2 separate regions of the Mus musculus genome follow, and region 2 is linked to region 1. A link is a contact called in public HiChIP or PLAC-seq data. All regions are on one chromosome and are shown on one strand. Each heading gives the region's core, a stretch centred on a gene start, on an enhancer-like site or on the middle of the called end of the contact. The rest is flanking DNA. Distances are from core to core; before and after follow the strand shown.

Region 1 (6,699 bases), core at 2,545-5,044:
CCATATGGTCTCAACCCATATCGTGTATCCACAAAATTCGTGGTTGAACATGGTCTTGTTAAGTTTTCTCATTATTTGAGATAACCAGTTTCTGCCTCCCTATTAACATGTCTTTATCAAATGCCTACTATGCAGGCACTGGGTTGGTTGCCAATGGTTTACTTTTTCTTCTTCTTCTTCTTCTTCTTCTTCTTCTTCTTCTTCTTCTTCTTCTTCTTCTTCTTCTTCTTCTTCTTCTTCTTCTTCTTCTTCTTCTTCTTCTTCTTGTTTTCGAGACAGGGTTTCTCTGTGTAGCCCTGTAGGCTGTCCTGGAACTCACTTTGTAGACCAGGCTGGCCTCAAACTCAGAAATCTGCCTGCCTCTGCCTCCCGAGTGCTGGGATTACAGGCGTGCGCCACCACGCCCAGCTGGTTTCCTTTATCTTAACAGAGAGACAGAAAACATATATTTGTATGCCATATCTACACACAATATACACAATCTATACATAAGTCTATATAAATATGTACACAAACATAATAAAACAATACTATAAGGTAGACAAATATCGCAACATAAATAATATAGGCAGAAGATTGATTTCCTTTAGTGTTTTTTTTTTTTTTGAGGGGTGCTCAGTATCAAATCATATCACTGTGCTAAATCTCCAAACTCACAAGGAAGCCATTAGAATACAAGCTGGAGCTTAGAAACAACAGCAAGATTCTGGGGAGGTAACAGAAAGGTCTCCTGCCACAGAAAGAAGGAGAAGTTTTAAAAATAAAGGCAGGACAAACTGACAAAGAGCAAGAAAGGTGCTTGTCAAACTTCAGGGATTACCTAAAAGTCCGGGTTTATATGTCTGTAAGGGAAACGTTTTAGAATGAAGGCTTAATGTGGTTTTACAATTAACCTGGAAGATCAAATTAGCTATTTCACAAAAGGAAGTCAACCATAATCCAGAGACTATTGTGGTACTTGAGAGAGTGATAAGGTCTTGTACCATCTTAAAATTTCTATGCACTAAGGTGTTGGCAATGCGGATGGAAAGAAACTGATGCCTGCCTGGATGTGGAAAACAAGAAAGGAAGCCAAGAAGATGATAAGATCTCAGGTTGGGAGAGTGAGCTTCCCCTTGGGAGAGTGAAACCAGAAGACTAAGAGCACAGAATGCAATGAAGAGAGAAGCCTCGAGTCACTGAAGATGGGGTTAGGCGAAGGCAACGTCCTGGAGCAGAGCTATAACAGACATTTATGACAAAAGCTCTGGGGAGGGGTTAGTCAGAACTGGAAATATAAATTGGGGACTCAGCTCTTTAAGAGGAAATACAGTGGGGGCCAACAAAGGAGCCACGAAACCACCCTGGGACACAGCAAGGGCAAACACTAACGTGGCTGAGTACTGAGAAAAGTCCAGGAATGTTGTCACTCATTCTCTACACACCAAAGAGAAAGAACAAAACATCGGTGATGAGACTAGCACAAAGTTTAAGAACCACAGTGGTGAGAGCCACCAGCGCTAATTAAGTTGAGGGGAACTGGATCAAGGGAGGGTGAGTTTTCTTTCAGGACTTCATCACAGTCCTCGGGAGAAAGAATGTGTAAAGGACTCACTGAAAAGTGTTAGCAAAATAAGGAGAGGCAGAAGAGGTTGGGAGAAAACCAGCAATCAATGGCGTGAGAAAGGAGAGAAGATGCATAGACTTTTAAGTAGAACGGAAAGATGTTCTCCAGATAGCCCCATCTTCTCTCTCCATGGAAGGCAGGTAGGGATTTGATGTGCAAGAAGCTGAGAAAGGGAAGGACAGAGGGGACTGGGCAGAATCTTAGGCATGACATCTTAAGACTGTTGTTCCCATCCCAGATGCTAGCTTGGGTTGACCACTCGACCCCTCCCAGGCAGCTCTATTATAAGCTGTTGGGAGATTAAATGAGATAATGCATATAAATTATACAGCACTCCTCCAACAGAGAAGTCAGAATACACCCTATGGGAAATATAATATATGGCATGAATAAGAGATAAGACAAAGCATGGCTAAGCACAGAGGAGGGCAGGTTCAGAGCAACACTATATAGCAAAGCCAAGTCCACACCGCTTTTGGAATTTGCTTCAGCATACTGCGGTGAAGCGAGGGGACTCGGCCAGGGCAGCGCAGGAGAGAAAGGCTGGAGAAGTCTGGGTAAGGACCACTTTCACTTTTAAGACCTTTGCCGACTCCTTACACTGGGAGGTCATGTGACTGTTATGTAAAAATGGCTTTTGAGCCATTCATTAGCAGATAACGTTTTTACTTATGCTAAAGTTAGAACCAGCTCTCGAGACCCTCACAATAAAGACCAAATCAGACCTGTGTGTGTGTGTGTGTGTGTGTGTGTGTGTGTGTGTGTGTGTGTGTGGTGTCTGTGTTCACACGTGTACCACAGACAGAACCCAGAGTCTCAACATACTAAGCAAATACTGGATCAGTGAGCTACATCTCTACTTTAACATATTTTACGAAGAGTCAGATAATTCTTTTTTTTTCTTTTAATTTCATCTTTTCATAGTTTGGGGCTCTTTCCACCGAAGGCCCATACTTCGTAAAAGCATAGGCTTCGACAGCTATGCCTATACTATGACATCTCTAATAAAGAGGTCCCTGAAACAGTGATGCATGGGTTGAAATCATATATGGAAGACTGTAAAGGAAAACAGTGAGATAGACAGAGGCTTACGCATCTGAAGAATGGGAACAGATAGCAACTACGGAGCCATGCTATTACAATTTTTGGATTCAGAGATCAGTCAGTGCCTTAGACCCCATGTGTAGGAAACAGTCTCCAAATGAATGAATCTGAGACTCTTGGCAAATTCTTTAAGGCGTCAAAGAAATAATTATGCTCAGGGACCAGGTGTGCCCAACTTTTTAACTAGTCGGACCTACAAGGGACTTGTCCCAGTGACATCCTCCACTGCCCCATTGTGACCAACCAGGAGCTCCCCTTGATTGTAAAAACAAATGCCAAACTTGCTCTGTAGGCCACCCCCCGCAACCCTGACAACTTCTGTTACTGTAGAATTCTGGTGAGGTGTGTCTCTCCGGTCTTGGTCTTGAATGATTCAAAGCAGCTTCCACCCGGGAAACTCAGTGGAGCTCCGCGGAGCAGCAGTTCTAAACTTTTCAGTTAAGTTTAGTTCTGGAACCAGACACGGAGGTACCCTTGCCCTGGAAAATGCCAGAAGCTAGCCAGCTGAGAGGGTTCTGGTTCCGAGCACGCTGTACGTAAGAGATTCCAGGGCAGAAAAAATACTTGGAAAACCCAGAAAGGAAACTGACCCGGTGGCCGCTGATTCGCTATAGCCTCTGCAACCGAGAGCCTGCCTACAACTTCCAGAATGCTTCGGGCTACACCTCGGCCGACTGACAGTACCACGCACCAATGGGAGAACCCTATCTGAGTTTGGGGTGGAGCCTCAGCGCAGGCTTTTCAACGATCCAGAGGCCTCTCCGGCGGCAGGAGCTCACATTCGTGACGCCAACCACATTACGCCGCTCACTCCCAGACTCCTCCTCCCGGTTCTGCACGAGGCCCTCCCTTGCTCCCTCTCCTTTCGCCGCGCGAGTGGCCGGCGAGGATGTGGACCTTGCTGAACTTATTGGATGACAGTGATGTCACTCTGGAGGACGACATGGCTCCGAACTGCGAGGCCCGCCCCTTTCGGACGGTGATTGGATTCTTCGGAGAATCCTGGTCTGGGATTGGTGTGAGGCGGGGCGACGGCTCTAGGGCCTCCTAGGCAAACCAGAGAGGCGGCTGCCCCTGGCCCCTCACTCTGGGAGAGCCCGAGGACCCACTACCTCATCGCCCGGAGGGCGCGCTTGTGGCGTGGTGGGGGCGGGAGGGAGGGTGACCTTGGAGGACAAGAAATGCTGGGGTCAGGGTGGTGGTGGCAGAATTAGCTGGGGACTAGCTCTAGAAGCGCTTGCGAGGAGGACGATGTGGGTGATCCAGGAGGGTGTGGCTGTGACTGGTGTGGGATGCAGTGGAAAGGAAGGGCCAAACCACAAATCCGGAGATCTGTGGATGGTTCCTCAGAGGCGTTCTCTTTCTGGTTGTCCTTTTACTTGGCAACACGAGAGTCCTCATGGTCAGTGTTCAAGATCTTGGAACTCTGTCTTTGAGTAAATCTAACCTGCATTAGAGGACTGCGCAGGGCCTTTTGTGATACTGGGTACATACGTGGGGAAGATGTCAGAAATCAGGAAGCCGCTTCTGGGTTTCGTGCACAAACTCCAAGATGCGAACGCGTCTGGAAGCTCAGGCAAGACTCATTGTCCTACATGTCTGAGGCTTTTCAAAGTCCCCAGGCTCTTGCCTTGCTTGCACACAGTGTGCACCACGTGTCTGGAAAAGCTGGATCCATTCTCAGTAGTGGACATCCGTGGGGGTGACTCAGATACAAGCTCTGAGGGGTCAGTATTCCAGGACCCCGAGTTATGTAGCCTGCAGCCACAGATCGGCATCCTCTGTCCGGTATGTGATGCTCAAGTGGACCTGCCCTTGGGTGGAGTGAAGGCTTTAACGGTAGACCACCTGGCCATGAATGATGTGCTGCTGGAGAACCTGCGTGGGGAAGGCCAGGGCCTGGTGTGTGACCTGTGCAGCGACAGAGAAGTAGAGAAGAGGTGTCAGACCTGCAAAGCCAATCTCTGCCACTTCTGCTGCCAGGCTCATAGGTAAAGAGGGAGTACCCCGTTTATTGTGGCGTAAGAGTAGAGTGCAAAGAAAGCAAGACACAGATCCCTTTGGTGAGCAGGTCAAAAAGAAGGCTTTCGCAGACACTGTCAAAGTGCAAAGAACACTGTGCAAACAGATCGCAAGCTCTAGAACGGAGGTTAGCACCGCTGACCTGATAGCTGTAGTAACAAAAGCAGGGCAGGTTTCGGTTTATAGAGCACCTTGAGTTTTCTTCTATCACCAATTGTTTAATCTATTGAAAACGGACCGTGTGCTGGAGAGAGGATTACTGTGCTAGCATACACCCTGCGCTTGATCTCATCTGATCATTGTAACTCTTACCGAAAGGTGGGTGCTACTTCACCCCTCTTTAGTAAATGAGGAGATGGAAGCCCAGCAGTGGTTTGTGTTTCGCCCAAGTCCCACAGCTGGTAATCATGTAACTGAACCGAATCCTCAGTTCAGACCTAGTTCCTTCTTCTTTGCTCTTTTTACTAAACAGGTCACCTCAGTGTAGGTGTCCATTGACTGTGCCTTAACTCAGACCTCTGACCTGGACAGCAGGCTGGTAATTGGGGTGTTTTGCCTTTTATCACAGTCACGGAATAGCTTGTTAGATGCTAGTCTTTGTCCCATTTTCTCTTCCATCCCACTCTAGTGCATCAGAATACAAAACTAAACAAGGTTTTGGGTTAATCTAGAACTGGCTTTTTTTTCTCTCTCTCTCTCTCTGAGTTCTGGCCTCCCCTTGTTTTCTGGCCTTACCAACAGAACAGTTGTCTTAGCTCTCTATTTGTAACTTTGTGATTATCCCTATGACTGTCTTGTTGCCAGCTCAACAGCTGACCGTTTTCTCTGCATCTGCACTAGTAGCAGAACAGGCATACACACTTCAGGTTGATGGGATGTTGCCAGGGAACTCTGTGAGCAGTCCCTGCCTTTCCCTAGAGATTTCCCTGAGTCCCTTAGAAATCTATAGGAAGGAGGGATCCAAGAGAACTTAGTACCTATTGATTTCGCTTTCTACTAATGCGGATGACTCTTAAGGAGAATTCTGGCCTGCCAGTGGATGCGATGTAGTCACTGGCCAAGGGAACTGCTTTACAAAAATGTTAATTAAACATGAGAGTTTGCAGGAGCCAGCTGGCTGCTTTCGTTGCTATATAGATCCATCTGGCTTGGTTTACCACTTGGTGTTAGCCTTCCACCCTGCTTTAGGAAGTGGGCTGTGACTCTTGTCTAAACTTACCAGATTACCTCGAGTGAAAAGTCTCTCAGAATATAGTCTCAGCACTGCACCTTTGAAGATGTATCCCATGCCAAATTCAAGTATTTATGTATTGTGTCCTAAATAACAACACTCAGATAGGCATGTGCTTCACCGTGTAGAGAAATAATGAAGCAAAAAGGATCCTGTAGTTTTTTTTTTTTAATACATTCTGAGGAGTGTGACTCAAATCTAACCCCTAGAACCTCTTTGCCAAACTGTCCCCCTCTAGAGTTGTTTCCTCACTTCCTGTCCCCAACTGCTTCTTTCCAGGCGACAGAAGAAGACGACATATCACACCATGGTGGACCTAAAAGACCTGAAAGGCTACAGCCAGGTTGGAAAGCCCATCCTATGTCCTTCTCACCCTGCAGAGGAGCTGAGGCTGTTCTGTGAACTCTGTGACCGGCCGGTGTGTCGGGACTGTGTAGTTGGGGAGCACCGAGAGCACCCCTATGACTTCACCAGCAATGTCATCCACAAGCATGGAGATTCTGTGCGGGAGCTGCTTCGAGACACCCAGCCCCATGTGGAAGCCCTGGAAGATGCCCTGGCACAGATTAAAAGTGTGAACAACGCCCTCCAAGAGCGAGTGGAGGCAGTGGCAGCTGACGTCCGGACATTCTCTGAGGGCTACATCAAAGCCATCGAGGAACACCGGGACAAGCTGCTGCAGCAGCTGGATGACATACGGATCCAGAGGGAAACCGCTTTACAGCTGCAGAAAGCG
Region 2 (7,016 bases), core at 2,767-5,266, 520 kb after region 1:
TCCTTTATTTCTTCTAACTTCTGCCACAAGGTGGCTCTAGGACCAGGGAAAAGCAGGGCAAGCCTCCTCAGTCCCACCCTCCCTGTGGAGCCTGCCTCTCCAAGCCTGGTTTAGCATCTTCCCCTAATGAATATCTTAGTGAATGTTCTTATCTGAGGAGAATCACCAGGGAGCCCAGGCTCCGGTGACTAGCTCAGAGCCCAGGCACCAGTGACTAGCTCAGACCATTTACCATCGGCTTCCACTGCTGCAAAGAAGGCCTTTGTCCCTGTTCCATTCCATTCTGTGCGGCCTGTACCCAGACTGCTTTCTGCCAGAGCCACTGGTGGGGACTGCAGCGTGGCTGTTCTCTCCATTAAGCTCTCTGGTTAGCTGGCGTGGGCGCCTTGCCATCAGAAGTGACTTGCCGCGGATTTATCATTGGCTACTTCCAATCCATAAGCATGCCATGGATCCTAGGATCCCCAAGGCGATCGATCCATAGTTAGCCTCCCTTTCTTCCCTTGATTTAGTCTGGTCCTACCCCATACTATGACCCCATGGAGCACTGAGGCAAGACTTGGTCAGTTTGAGGTGTTCCATTCTCGTTCAGTTTTTTCTTTTAGTTGTGAAGCATCATCTTGCTTCCTTCTGAGTTTCTTCAGTTCCAAAAAACACCCTCCAATTTCACATGGCTAAATACAGAAGCAGTAAGGGAAATGTCAGCACTCACTTTGCAAATGTTTACGACTATCCCTCGGTCTAGCTATTAAATATTGTGCATTAAAATTGACAAAGCAATAAACAAGCCTCCAGGCAGGCAGCGTCCGGTGGTAGAAGGCTGCTTGTCAGTGGGTGTATTCTGCTGGGATCAGACTGATGGGCAGTCGGAATGAATATTTAATGCCCTCTGCATGTTGCCAAATCTGTTTGCTTCATGTTCTCTGCTGACCTGGCAGATTGGGCTAGCCGAGAGTCTTGGGTATGTGAGCATGGGCTGTCCTGACCAGAGAAGTGGCCCTGCATTCTCCCTGGGCAGCCTGGGTTCTCCTTCCAACCCACGCAACTTCTGCCTGCCTGGTGTCTATGCAGGGCTGGGCAAGCCTGAGTGAACAAGCCCTTAGAGAAGGTCTCAGCCCTCCATTCGTGCTTCAGCCTTGTTGCCATGGTGGCAGCAGGTGTCTGCCCGATGTCAGTTACTGGCGGCAGTCAGTCAGGGTCACTGCTCTGTCAGCATAAAGGTTGGGCAGGGTAGGGTGTGCCTGGGCTTCTCTCAGTTTGCTCTTTTACTTCCCAACCCTTGCCGATTTCCCTCTGCCACCTGCCCCTGCCCCTGCCACCTGCCCCTGCGGGCATGTTTAAGCACCTGCTGGCATGGTAGGTGTGGGTGTGTCACTGCAGGCGTGGGTGTGGCACACAGGACTTCACCGTGGACTGTGGATGGGAAAAGGGTTAGACCTTCCAGAATGGAGGTTGAACCAACACCGGGAATGGATGTGTGTGAGCCAGGAGGGCCCCGGTTCATTTTTGTTAAAGGTGAGGGTGAGCCACATGGCCTGGTGGGAGTCCAAGTCTACCAGATCACTGGCTCTGTGACTGAGAAAGAATCATTCTGAAATTGGGAGTAATATTTACTTGATAGGAGTAGTGAGGAGCATATAGTTAATATGTGTGAAGCGCTTATGGTAGAAGATAAGACAGAGCACCCTAACCTGGGGAATTGGGCTTTGGTCATGTGAGGCTAATATACCTTTTTAAAAAGTATTTCTTTCTATTTTTAGCTATGCATGTATGTCTGTGTGTGTGCACATAGGAATGCAGGTACTTGGAGAGTCTAGAGGATGGCATCAGACTGGAACTGGGGTGGTTGTGAGCTGCCTGACCCTTGCTGAGAACTGAACACCTCTGCACGAGCAATTCACACTCTCAGGTGCTGAGCTGCCTCTCCAGTCTTGTGCACTCAGTTTTAAATGGCAGATTAAATTTCAGTGTGTATTTACTATCCTGAAATTAAATAAAACCGAATGCAACATTTCTAGTCACATAATCTTTAAACACCATCAGCTCTCCCACCCCCCTGGGGCACTTTTTGGTTTTTTATTTTCATTTGGTTTTGTTGGCCTCAAACCCACAGTCCCCCTGCCTCAGACTCCCAAGCTCTAGAATTATAGGCGTGTGCCACCACACCTGGCTAGGATAGTGACAAGGGACTCAGTCATGGCCGGCTGGAAGGGCTGTGACTGCTGCCCTCAACTGCAGAGTGACAGCCATTCCGAAGAGTGGCTGAAGAAGATAAAGACAAGGTCTCTAATGGTTGGCCCTATATATTAAAAACAGGAAGAAGAAGAAAAGAAAAATGGGTGCTGTGTTTACTAGAAAAGCGAAGTAGACTCCAGGCTCAAAGGCACAATTCTCATGAAGGTTATTTGAAAGTCACAGAGGACACAGGACAAAGCTTTATTGGAAAGGATTTGAGACACTACCTACCTCCTACTCCCTAAACCAATGTAAAAATCAAAAGACCTTGTGCCTCCGGGTTCCTGTGATGATGTAGGATTGTATTTGAGGGGGACAGGGATGGGGGCATTGTCTGCCCTGTGGAGGGAGAACAGATGTCCCAGGGACAGGCTCTCAGCTTGGAAGTGACCACCCTCTTGCTTGCCCTTTAGAAAGATCTCCTTGGCTAGACAGAGGCTGGAAGACTTGTCTTCAGGCTGCGGTCTGGGGAAGAGCTTATTAGGGACTGGGTAGGTAGGTCCTGGCCATGTAGAGGGAGAAGAACAGGAACATGGGCACTTCAAGTGCAGTGACTTCATGAGTGATGGGTACATTTTTCTGCTTGCTTCCCAGAGTGTACATGCATGTATATGTGTGCATTTTGAGTGAGGGGTGTCCCCAGAGCTCCCCATTGTCCCCTAATCTTCTGGTTGACCTGATTCCTTGAACTTGAAAGATCTTATCTGCCCCAGCCACTGGCTTCCTCCATCCCTGACATTCCCGTTAGATGTTTGAAAAAGAGTCTCCCTTCCTTCTCTTCATTCTTTCCTGATCTCTCCTTGACTCTCTTCTGCTCTTCCCTTGCTCTCTTGCATTGAATCCACCACACACAAGAGCCTGCAGGCTCTCAAACCCACAGGTCACTGGGAGTCATCTCTTACCCCCATTTCTCACCCAGTATAATTCTAACTTGCCAGGTAGCTGTGCCATCCACCAAATATTCCCTAAGAGCCACAGTGGGCAGAGTCAAGAACTGGTCCCGCCCCCAGTCTTGGCCACTTCCCTTTCTGACATCATCCACCACACCTGAGAATCTGGCCTTGTTGCCTGCTCTGGGTGATCTCTTCCTTTTGTTCTTCATCTGTTGGACCCCAGCTCATTCATTTTTCAGAGCCCAGCTCAGGGATCACAGCTTTTTGCAAGGTTCTCTCTCTTTTATCACAGTCGGAATTAATGACCCCTCTTTTAAAAGATTAATTGGGTTTTTAATTCAATCACCTATTAGTTAATGTGATTAGCAATGATTGGTTCATAGTTCTTTTGCCCAGGCATTTGCAAAACGAGGAGTCCTTTTAAAAGTGGCCTTTGATGTAAGGCAGTTATGGCTGAGTTTAAGGAGATTCATTTACTGAAAGAGTAAGTGCCTTCTGCATGAGCAGTGCACACATGAACCCATCCAGAGGGTGGGTAGGTGGGCTAGGGAAGCAGCTGCTGCTCTCTGCCGCTGAGCCCCTCATTCCACTGTCTTTCCTCCATGTAGCCCACTTCTGCCTCATAGCAGAGCAGCCTTTACCAGACTGACTGACTGTCTTAGCTTTGATCCAAAGCCTGGGCAGAGAACTAACTGTCCAGCTGCAGCAAGAAAGGGCATCCCCTCAAATGATGGGAGCTTCTGAGAAGGCAGATGCTGCAGTGTCCATGGACTGTACGGGCCAGCATTGCCGTCTAGCCTGCCTGGCCCTCCTCCTGCCTCCTGCTGTACGAGGGAGGGATTCACCAAGCCTACCTTTGTGTATCTTTGCTTACTTTCTCCTCTGCATTCATTGACTCTCCAAGTTTGTGTGCTGAGCAGCCACACCCAGGGCTTCCCTGGCGGAAGGCAAGTCTGGATCTCCATTGACCTTGTTCTATTGAGATTGTGATGCAGTAGGTCTGAGAGTCTGTCTCTAAGAAATTCACCCAGTGGGTCTCATGCTGCTGATCCATACTGCTTAGGATTTTTTTTTATTAATACTTTATGTATATGGGTGTTTTGCTTGCATGTATGTCTGTATACTTTGTGTGTCTGGTGTCAGAAGAGGGTATTTATTGGATACCCTGGACCTGGAGTTACAGACAGTTGTGAGCCTCCATGTGGCTGCTGGCAATTGAACTTAGACCTTCTGGAAGAACAGCCAGTGCTCTTAACCACTGAGCTGTTTCTGCTGACCTAGAATATATTTTATTCTATTTGATTTATTTATTCTGTGTATGTATGCATGTATGGAGGAAGTCGGTATGTGACATAGCACACACGTGGAGGTTAGAGGACAACTGTTGGGAGTCAGCTTTCTCCTTCCTTGGGTCCCTGTGATTTGAACTCAGGTCTCCAGGCATGGCAGCAAACACCTTATCCTCTGAGCCATCTTGATGGCTCTGTCTACAATACTTTTAAAAAGTTGGGGGGGGGGCGGCTGTGATTGGATATAAAGTAAATAAAACAATTATAAAAACTTTAGTTGTGTCAGGTATGAACACTCGGGAGGCAGAGGCAGACACGTCTCTGTGAGTTCAAGGCCAGCCTGGTCTACAAAGCAAGTCTAGGACATCCAGGGATTGTTACACAGAGAAACCCTGTCTTGAAAAACAAAAAGAAAAAAGAAAAGAAAAAGGAAGAAATTGAGTTGCCACTATGTTTGTCAATGTCTCACCTACTGTGAGTTTTGAACTCGGAACCACAAATACAAACCAAAAGGGATTGAGGAGAGCTAAAACTAACTGTTGTTCAGGGTCCACTCGGCCTCCCACTAAACTCCTCTGGAGCTAATGCATTTGGTCTGCAGGGCACTCTGGGTGCATTAGATCCACACTTTGCCGTTCTGGTTTGCAGATGAAAACACTGGTCTTTCGGAAAGTCCAGGTTCTCCTAAGGGGGAGGGAGCCGAAGCTCGCAGATGTACCTTGCCCAGGGCAATGCTGAGACAGGCTTGTGAGTGCTTCCTAATGAGCTGTGGGGCCTCCTGCCTCCCCCTGGCTTCCGGGTGTGTCTTCCCTTACCACACTCCCCCCCCCCCCCAAAGGAGAGGACATGCAGAGCTTATAGTAAGAGCTGACCCCCTGCCTACATGTCAGATTTCAAAAGTATCTCTCTCTCAGGCTTCCCAATACTTCATAATATTTTGACATGGGATGGCTAAAAAAGAGATAGAAGAAGAAGAAACTGGAAATGCTTTGAAATATTTCTCCTCCTTGGCTTGTGGCTCTTTAACCATGTGACTGAGTAGAAGTTGAGTCATAGCATCCCAGTTTAACATATGCAGTTACTATAGCAATTGAGGTTTCCTTAGTAACAGTTGCAAAAAATAATCTGGCCCCAATTAATAATACATTTTAAAGCTCTTTCTACTCTACACAGAACAACCCAGTTCATCTGGCCGAGCACCAGATGATTCAGGAGGTGCCGTCTGGACTGACTGAGATCCCGTTTGCAGGTGGAGCATTGGGTTGGAACAGGATGAAAAGGGAACAGGTAGCTTCAGGCTCACAGGAGTCCACTCAGGAAAGCTGACCAGCAGGCCAGGGCCAGTCCAGCCTCTAGGATTCCCAGTGTGCCCTGACAGTCCTTGTGGTTAAAGAAGAGGGAAAGTGGAGAGACTGGCTGGTACCAACAGATGGAAATGGAGCATGGGCCGTGGCTGATCTGATGTGATGTGTTCTCTGTGGCTGGAGGTCTTGTGTGTGAATTCTGAAGTCCTCCATGAGGGGAAAGTCTGCCTCAGCAACACGAGACAGGTCCTCAGAGGTGCTTTTGTAGTAGTGGTGTTGACTGTGGGACCCTGTTATGCCTTCTCGCTAAAGCTTTAAAACCATCCTGAACGTTCGTCTGTGTGCTACTGGGCACACCGAGGAGCAGTCTGTGGCTGTCAAATGCTCTTCTTCCTTACACATGGGTCTCAGCCCTGCAAGCCTTTAACAAAGCAGGCCAGCTAACTGGCCAGAATCTCAGGACACAACCGGGGGGCCCAGTCACACACCTGGATAGTTTCTGCACATTCCAGAGGCAGACTCCATCCAGTCTTAAGGAAGCAAGGGCTCTCAGCAGGGCCTGGAGGTGGGCTCCACCAATTGGCAGAAGCCCTCGCTATGGGACCTGTACCATACCCTGGGTTTTCCTCAGCTGGCAAGGTGGCTCAGAATTAAGATATGAAGAGAGGGGGCGGGGGTGGACTGCTGTTCTCAATACCAGCTCATTAAGAGAATTGCCTTCTCCTTTCTTCTCTGGTTAGTAGGGAACACAGGGAAGTATAATGATATATAGAGGAAGATTCTCCAGTAATCTCCAACAACATGCATTTTACTTGGGTTTGGCTTCTTGGCAACTCAAAGATGAGCATCTGCTCTGTTACAAGACCGGCAGCCTATGGAATTTGCTCTCTATTATTATTATCTGGAGTTGGCCATCCCTGTTGCTTCTGGACTGTGATAGTAAGGGGAGGGAGCTGGTGCTGGCTCTGCTCTGTCCATCACTGCCCTCATTGCTTCAGGACCTGGACTGGCCTCCTGTACCTGCCTGCTCCCACATCTCCATATCGGAGCAAACACCGAGGGGGACCTTTGCTGCTTTCCAAAGCCTGGGCACTGGGCTAGGCTCTGCAGAATAGGAGTGAGAAAGTCCACTGGCAGTGAGCACTCTGAGGCTGCAGCTGTCCCACTCTCAGGGTGTCCCCCTGAGCAGGGGATGATGGGAAATATCAGCTGCCTGCATGGAAAAGCTTCATCTCTGTTCCTGGGAGCTCGGGGTCTAAGGGAGAGGAGAGACAGGGAGGAGCCAGGTGTCAGAG

The links. HiChIP or PLAC-seq counts read pairs in DNA pulled down with a chosen protein or histone mark.
Region 2: an H3K27ac HiChIP or PLAC-seq map of embryonic stem cells shows a contact between it and region 1, with 2.6 times the contacts expected there. The contact joins the enhancer-like site here to the promoter of Trim45 in region 1. A contact is called at or near these places in 6 of 115 datasets of contacts at active chromatin or transcription factors (astrocytes, double positive thymocytes, embryonic brain and 3 more) and 1 of 9 other capture datasets (embryonic stem cells).

The regions. Positions count from the first base shown.
Region 1 is chr3:100,918,699-100,925,397 of GRCm38.p6, forward strand. It overlaps Trim45 (tripartite motif-containing 45), which reads left to right and starts at 3,795. Exons shown (of 6, transcript NM_194343.2): 1 at 3,795-4,701; 2 at 6,243-6,699. The coding sequence starts at 4,214.
Region 2 is chr3:101,443,400-101,450,415 of GRCm38.p6, forward strand. All of the region lies in intron 7 of Igsf3 (immunoglobulin superfamily, member 3), which reads left to right. Among named protein-coding and RNA genes, the nearest start is that of Gm40109, 61 kb to the right of the region's middle. Within about 2 kb of position 4,017, at least 35 of the 459 cell types and tissues checked have an H3K27ac peak or open chromatin away from gene starts, as enhancers often do. A contact at or near this core is called in embryonic stem cells, where this site is marked.